2 separate regions of the Sus scrofa genome follow, and region 1 is linked to region 2. Evidence: chromatin contacts called from public Hi-C data. All regions are on one chromosome and are shown on one strand. The core of a region is the stretch at or near the end of the contact, and the rest is flanking DNA. Distances in the headings are between cores, read along the strand shown. Region 1 overlaps CRLF3 (cytokine receptor like factor 3). Region 2 holds the start of ATAD5 (ATPase family AAA domain-containing protein 5).

Region 1 (4,009 bases), core at 1,321-3,820, 42 kb after region 2:
CTCCCCTTCTCTGCTAACATTCCTTGTTTATAGAAATACTCCCATTAGTGAATCTTCTGAGAACAAGGTACTTCTATGTAATGATAAGGCTTCCTGAGTTAATGGATTCAGGCCAGATCTCTCAGACCATAATAAGAGTAATAGTTACAGTAATGATAATTGCAGTTAATATTTAAATTGTATTTACTGTGTGCCAGGTACTGTTATAAGCATTTATGTTGTCATTTGATTCTCGCAATAGCCCAGTGAACTAGGTGTAGTCACCCATTTTAGGGATGAGGATACTGAGGCACAGAGAAGGAAAGTCACTTACCCAGGGTCACGTAACTAGTAAATGACAGAGCTAGAATTGAAACCCAGTCGTTCTGGCTCTAGTAATTTTAACTACTGGTCTGTGTGGCTTCTCGTTTGTCTTTTTCATGGAAGAATAAATCTGATTCAAGTTAGTGTGGAAACGTACAGTGTCTCTGCTGCTGTATCCTTAGCTCTTTTCTTTTTTTCCCTCTTCTATGACTTTTATCCCTCCATGATGGCGACCTAAGCTCCTGCTTTTTGAAGTTCTTCCTCTGTGAACACAGAGGAAGTTTTGATAGACAACCTAGTTAGATTTCTTTCTTGCCTACCTGCTTCCTTCCTTCATTTCTTCCTCCTTCTCCCCCCCTTCTTTCTTTCGCTGCATCCAAGCCTCATGGAAGTTCCTGGGCCAGGAATGGAACCTGTGCCACAGCAGTGATAATACCAGCTCCTTAACCCATTGCACCACAGGGCAACTCCTAGATTTGTTTCATGTCAGTGGATTATGACTTTGGAAATTGAGTTAATGGATTATGATGTTGGAAATTACAGAAATTGATTTAATAAATCTACTTACTGTCTGTAGACTGTGCCTGGCACTTAGATGTCCGCAATAAACTATTGGTTCCTCCTTTTTCCCCCAGAGATGCTTGACGGGGGCCCTACTTGGCAGGGTGATTGACTGAAACGTAGTTGAACTCAGTATTAAATAGTCAGGCCTTTGCATTTTTGTCATTTTTTCCTTTGTGGAATGAAAACGTTTTCTTTCCTTGTTTAAAAGAATTTCAGGCATCGGCACTTGAGGCAGAAGTTGTCACTGGGGGGGAGGGAGCACCTTCGTGCATGAGGGGGGTGGCACATGGGCCTGCTTGAGGAAAGGTAAACTTTATTCAGCTTTCTGAGGATGTTTGAGGGCCTGGGCGTCAGAAGGGAGGTCATGCTCCTGTGGGCACTGCCCCGCTGCTCAGCCCCGTCTCCTTCTGCTGAAGTTTCAGGAATGCTTGGCGCCGTTGATCCAAAAGAAACCTGTTACTGGATGGCTCTTAATAGTCTTTTGTGGTGCTCAGGGCTGCTAGCAACTCCTTCCCCTGATGTCGTGTGTGAACGTTCCTGCTTTCCCTCTCCTTGCTTCTAAAGTTTCCCGATCTTACTATTTTTTTTTCTTTAAAAATTTTTCCTCCTGATCTTATTATTTTTTCATCCCCTGTTTTTGGCTGGGGCTGAATCTGATCAGATCCAAGTCGCAGTTGTGACATAAGTGCAGCTGTGGCAACATTGGATCCTTAAGCCACTGTGCCGGGCTGGGGACTGAACCTGCATCCTAGCGCAGGAGATGCTGCTGATCCTGTTGCCCCCCAGCTAGAATGTCTGATCTTAACTATTTTGTAAATCATGTTTTTACTGTCTTCTCTCCCACCTCCCTTTTTTTTTTTTTTTTTTTTTTGGTCATGCTTGAGGCATGTGGAAGTTCCCAGGGCACAGATCAAACCTGCACCACAGTAGCACCCTGAGCCACTGCAGTGACAATGCTGCTGTGCCACAAAGGAACTCCTCTCACCTCCTTTCTTTAAAACAACTTCCTTTTTAACAGCCTTCCTTAATCCTAGCAGCCTAGGAGGTTGCTGTCTTCTTTTTCCACATCGAGAAACAAGAGCAAGAGAGACTACGTGACTTGTCAGTATTCAGATCCCGGTGGTCTAGCCCTGGAGTCTATGCCTGTAGCCACTGTGCTAGCCTGACTTTCACAAGTAACATGAGGTGGCAAATCAAGGAGCAACAGCCTGGCTTTTTTCTTTTTTCTTTTTTTCTTTTTTTCTTTTTAGGGCTACACCTGCAGCCTATGGAAGTTCCCAGGCTAGGGGTTGAAGTGGAGCTGCAGCTGCTGGCCTCCACCATTGCCACAGCAACACCAGATCCAAGCCACATCTGGGACCTATGCTGCAGCTCTCGGCAATGCCGAATCCTTAACCTGCTGAGTGGGGCCAGGGATCAAACCCACATCCTCATGGATCTCATTCGGTTTTGTTACAGCTGCACCACAGTGGGAACTCGTAGTTATTTCTCATTATTAGTTTTTTCTTTCCAAGAACATCAGAAAGTGGTGTTCCAGTTAGCTAATGCCGCGTAACAAGCCACCCCAACACTTAGACGCTTAAAACAATCGTCGTTTATTAAGCTCAGCTGCGATTTGCAGAGTTAGGCAAGGACAGCTCATCTCTGTCTGTGTGGTGTTGGCTGGGGTGCTTTGACTGGGGATGGTGGATCTACTTCCAAGATGACTCACGTGCCGGCAGATTGATTCTGACTCTTGGTGCCTCTCCGTGGGCTGCGTGGGCTTCCTCACTGCCTAGGGGCTCTGTTCCAAGAATGAGTGTCCCCCAAAATAGGAAGTGGAAACTGTCAGTTTCTCAAGGCCTGAGAAACTGACAGTTCCTACCATGTTCTGTTGTTCAACCAGTCCCAGAGTCCAGATCCCAGGGAGGGCACATAGACCCCACTTCTTCTTCTTTTTTTTTTTTTTTTCTTTGTCTTTTTTCCATTTCTTGGCCCACTCCCTTGGCATATGGAGGTTCCCAGGCTAGGGGTCCAATTGGAGTTGCAGCCACTGGCCTATGCCAGAGCCACAGAAACATGGAATCCGAGCCGTGTCTGCAACCTACACCACAGCTCACACCAACACCGGATCCTTAACCCACTGAGCAAGGCCAGGGATCGAACCTGCCACCTCATGGTTCCTAGTCGGATTCGCTAACCACTGAGCTATGACGGGAACCCCCCCCTTTTTCTGTCTTTTGTCTTTTTAGGGCCGAACCCCTCCCAGGCTAGGGGTCTAATCAGAGCTGTAGCCGCCAGCCTACGCCACAGCAATGCCAGATCTGAGTCGAGTCTGCGACCTACACCGCAGCTCACGGCAACGCTGGGTCCTTAACCCACTGAGCGAGGCCAGGGATTGAACCCGCAACCTCATGGTTCCTAGTCAGATTCGTTAACCACTGAGCCACGACAGGAACTCTGTTTTGGGTTTTTTTTGGTATGTGAACATTTTTTCATGGGCGTATTGACCACTTGTGTATCTTCATTGATGAAGTATCTTTTCAGATCTGTTGCCTTTAAAATGTTTTCTTATTATTAACATTTGGTGATTGTAAGTCCTTTGTTAAGTATGTGTTTTGAAGATATAATTTCCAGCCCGTGACTTGTCTTTTCTTTTTCTTAGCAGTATCTTGTGCAGAGCAAAGGTTGGTTTTATTGACGTACAATTTATCATCTTTCCTAGTGCTTTTAGTTTGTCTAAAAAACCTTTGCCCAGCGCACGGTCATAATATTTTCTCCTATGTCTTCTTCTTCCTCCTCTCCTTCTCCTTCTCCTTCTCATCTTTCTCTCTCTCCTTCTTCTTCGCCACCCCTGTGGCATTCAGACGTTCCTGGGCTGAGGATCAAACTCCGGGCACAGCAGTGACAATGCCAAATCCTTAACTGCGAGGCCACCAGGGAACCCCTCCTGTGTTTTCTTCTAGAAGCTTTGTGTTTTTAAATTGTATGTTTAGATCTATGAGTCTTTTTGAGTTACCTTTATTATTTTGAAGGTTGATAGCTTTTAACTGGGATATAATGAAACGAGAAATACAGTTAATGATGCAGGGTCTGAATAAGAGGGTCCGGATTGCAGTGAGGGCTGTGGTGAGGAGGTATTTTCACCAGGAGGAGGAGCTCA
Region 2 (3,946 bases), core at 89-2,588:
TTTATTTTTGCTTTTTAGGGCCGCACCTACAGCAAATGAAAGTTCCCGGGCCAGAGGTCAAACTGGAGCTGCAGCTGCCAGCCTACACCACAGCCACAGCCATGCCAGATCCTTAACCCACTGAGCAAGGCCAGGAATTGAACCTGCAACCCCATGGACACTAGACAGGTTCATTACCACTGAGCCACAACAGGAACTCCCAAAAGTACTCAATACTAAAAAGTAAGAAACAGTCCCAGTTCAGTGAGTGAACCTATGTCTTGGCTCACTTCAATGACACCAGTATGCATATGTCAGTTACAAGGCTAGCTTGGGATGAAAAGGTGTGAAAATATAGCAAAATTGTCTACTTGATGATACTCCACTACTTTATGACATTAGAATCTCTTTAGTGCATTTCACTGAAACTAGAACACATAAGAATAAACAGCATACCAAGCTGAGACTTCTTCCTGCAGTATCTTAAGTTCTAGAGCAATGAGAAAGTGATTTTTAAATTATGTACCTTGTTTGATTCCTGTAGTGACACACCAAGTGCTATTCCTAGCACAGGTGGGTGGACAAAAAGATTCTTTTCCACGCTAAAGTTCTGTGATTCCTTATCCAGACTTGACCCTGGAAGACTCCATGACATTTCACTAGTCCAAATTATCAAGTTTCAGGAACATTTCAGGATCTATAAACTGGTCCTTAACTAGGCCCCTCAACATCCTCAATCCTAATGTTTATGGGTACCTACCGCGGCTTTAGGACACACTCCAGCGACTGTTCCACCCAAAGACACAACAAAGGGGCCTCACCAGGTCCCTTCTTTCCCCTCATAGATCCTAGATCAGAACCCTCTTTCACCCACCTCCAACAAATAGAGATACTCAAGCTCACCTCAATCTCGTAATCCCTCACCGGAGGGGTGGCAGCTGCAGCCGCCATGGCCAGGACCCCACCATGCTCCCTGCTTCCCGGAATCCCAGCTCCTAGGACCTTACGCAGCCCGGTCCGACCTGTCTGGAGGCCATGGAGGCAGCCTGCTCCAACGGGAGCAAGAAGCTGGGCCGCGGGGTCTGCCTGGAACCCCCCGCGTCCACCGCCCGGGTGGTCGCAAAGGCTGGGCCGAGAGCTCAGCTGACTCGAACGCGGGAAGAGGTGGTGAGAAAGCGCGAAGAGGACCCTGTAGCGCGGTCGGTGGGGGGTACCTCCAACGAGGACACTCCAATTCCGACGTCGGGCCCAGGACCTCGGAGGGAAAACCAGGCCAAACGTAGACCCAACCCGCGGGCTTCCCAGGGAATTCTTGTCAATTGGGTTTTCGCGCCGTCCGGAGCGCAGGGGGCGGAGCTTAGATCGCTTCCGGAGGCTGCGCGGACGGTGAGCCGAGAAGGCCAAAATGGTTCTTAGGCGAAACTGCCGGAGGCGGGATTATTCATTTGGCTCTAAACGTAGCTGGGATCGTTGTTTTCCGCAACCGCTCTGGTCGCTGATGAGTAGCGGTTCGATCCCCCTGTCGGGCGCAATAGGCTAAGGATCTCGCCTGGCCGTAGCTGCAAAATACAGAGTATGTGGGGTACGTCTCAGCTGCGGCTGGGATTCCATCCCTGGCCCCGAAACGTCCATATTCCACCTGTTCGGCTGAAAAACAAGTAAAAGTAACGGAGATTTTGGAGATTCAAACTCCTCACCCCAGTTTCACGGATGAGAATGTGATTTGACTAAAGTCCGTTGGTGGCAGAATTAAAACCCTAGACTTTTGACGACCTAGACTAGTCCCATTTAAGTGTAAATTCGAAAAATACAGGAAAGGGAATAGCTGTTGATTACACTCCTTCCACACGACTTAAAATGTTACTTTGGCAAGCGACCTACCTCGCTACCTACTAGGGGTCCGAGAATTGACCTTTACCCCTAATTGAGCTCAGGAGGCATTTTTTCCCATGGATTTCGTCCTAGCAAGAAGCCAGGAGCCCAAGTTCATGGCCTCAGCTGGCTGGCGTGTGTTCCAGCTGTCGCAGGGTACCTGTAGTTTGCTAGTTTGTAGTGATGATAATCTCATACGTCATTTTCATTGTTTTCATGAATTTGCCTTACTTTGCTTTTTTACATTAAACTTGCAATATACAAGAGTATGTTTATTTTCTTTGAGTCCATAGTTTTATCTGCAGGATATGTAAGGGCTGAAACAAAACAGGTAAATGTACCTATCAAATATTAACGGGAAGCCACCTTGTTAGGTCGGGTTATGCAAACTGATTTTAACTGTTCACATTATTGTCTGTGTGTATGGTTTATGTCTGGACAACATGAAGGGTACAAATTTTTCCGATGAAATAAATGGTAGTTACTTTTCCTTTGAAAATTATTTGCCTTGGATGTGGTTTTTAGGGAGATTGCACTAAATATAAACTCTTTTGTTGTTATGGTTTGTTTTTTTAATAACCCACTGGGTATGGGAACACCAACCACTCAAGGAGGAGGGAGAGGAGAATGAGAAAAAGGAGGAGCAAGAGCAGGGAGGAGGAAAAGGAGGAAAAATCAATTAGAAAATTACAGAAAAAAATCTGAAAGTGTCCTTGATTTCCACCCCAAAACTCAGTCTCTTCACTCTAAAGGTAGCCAATATCACCTATTCCGTGGATACCACTGCAGCCTTTATTAATACTTTTACGAACGTATATGTATCCATAGAAAAGCCTTTCATTTTGTCTTCCTTTACATGAAAGTTAGCAATATAGGGGCGTTCCTGATGGTCTAATGGTTGGGATTAGGTGCTTTTACTGCTTTGGCCCTAGTTCCATCCCTGGTCTGGGAACTAAGATCCCACAGCAAGTCCCTGCACACTACTGGGGGAAAAAAAAAGAGTAACAATGTAAACATCACTTAGCAATTTACTTTTTTTCATTCTTCAGTTTTCCAAAGCTGTCAATCCATGATACATTCAGGCCTGATTCATTCCCTTTCATACCTGAGCATTTGACCCAATGATGCACGTTTTATTTTATAATGATTTTTATTTTTTCCATTATAGCTGGTTTACAGTGTTCCGTCAATTTTCTACTGTACAGCAAGGTGACCCAGTTACACATACAAGCATACATTCTTTTTTCTCACATTATCATGCTCCATAAATGACCAGACATAGTTCCCTATTCAGCAGGATCAACTATGCACATTTTATAGATCCATTTCCTTAGTAAGGACAATTGAAGTTCTATTTTCTGTTATCCATGAGTCAATGAAAATTCTTGTCTCCTTGAACACATGTAATTGCTGGATTATAGGGTATGTCTCTAGTGCTTTTTATTCTTCCAAATAACAGCATTTAAATGTGTTAGGGTCACTGGTGGTCTAGTGGTTAGGGTTTGGCGCTTTCACCCCTGCGACCTGGGTTCCATCCTTGGTCTGGGAGCTGACATCCCATATCAAGCCACTTCATGCTGTGATAAATAAAGCAAAATGTGTTAGGGGAGTTCCCATTGTGGCTCAGCAGGTTAAGAACCTGATTAGTATTCCTGGCCTCCCTCAGTGGGTTGAAGGACCAAGCGTCGCTGCAAGCTGTGGCGTAGGTCTCAGATGCAACTCAGATCTGGGGTTCCTGTGGCTGTGGTATAGGCCTATGGCTACAGATCCAATTCAGCCCCTAGCCTGGAAACATCCATATGCCAAGGGTGCAGCCCTAAAAAAAAACAAAAAACAAAAAAGACTCGGACACAAATGTTCATAGCAGCTTTATTTGTAATAGTAAAAAACTAAGAACAACCCATCAAGGGATAAATTAATAAACACATTGTGATATATCCATACCGTAGAATACTGCTACTCAGCAGTAAAAATGATGTATTACTACACAAAATGACATGGATGCACCTCAGAATCCCTCTGCTGAGTAAAAGAAGCCAGATGGAAAAAGAGTACAGGGAGTTCCCGTGGTGGCGCAGCAGAAAGGAATCTGACT

The links. A called contact is a pair of places that touch in the nucleus more often than the background predicts.
Region 1: a Hi-C map of alveolar macrophages shows a contact between it and region 2, with 1.7 times the contacts expected there. The contact joins the enhancer-like site here to the promoter of ATAD5 in region 2. A contact is called at or near these places in 8 of 47 Hi-C or Micro-C datasets (adipocytes, alveolar macrophages, blood and 2 more) and 2 of 2 datasets of contacts at active chromatin or transcription factors (alveolar macrophages and skeletal muscle).

Annotation. Positions count from the first base shown.
Region 1 is chr12:42,959,956-42,963,964 of Sscrofa11.1, forward strand. All of the region lies in intron 6 of CRLF3 (cytokine receptor like factor 3), which reads left to right. Among named protein-coding and RNA genes, the nearest start is that of CRLF3, 29 kb to the left of the region's middle. Within about 2 kb of position 2,571, at least 5 of the 83 cell types and tissues checked have an H3K27ac peak or open chromatin away from gene starts, as enhancers often do. A contact at or near this core is called in alveolar macrophages, where this site is marked.
Region 2 is chr12:42,919,100-42,923,045 of Sscrofa11.1, forward strand. It overlaps ATAD5 (ATPase family AAA domain-containing protein 5), which reads right to left and starts at 1,339. Exons shown (of 23, transcript XM_021067456.1): 1 at 883-1,339. The coding sequence starts at 930.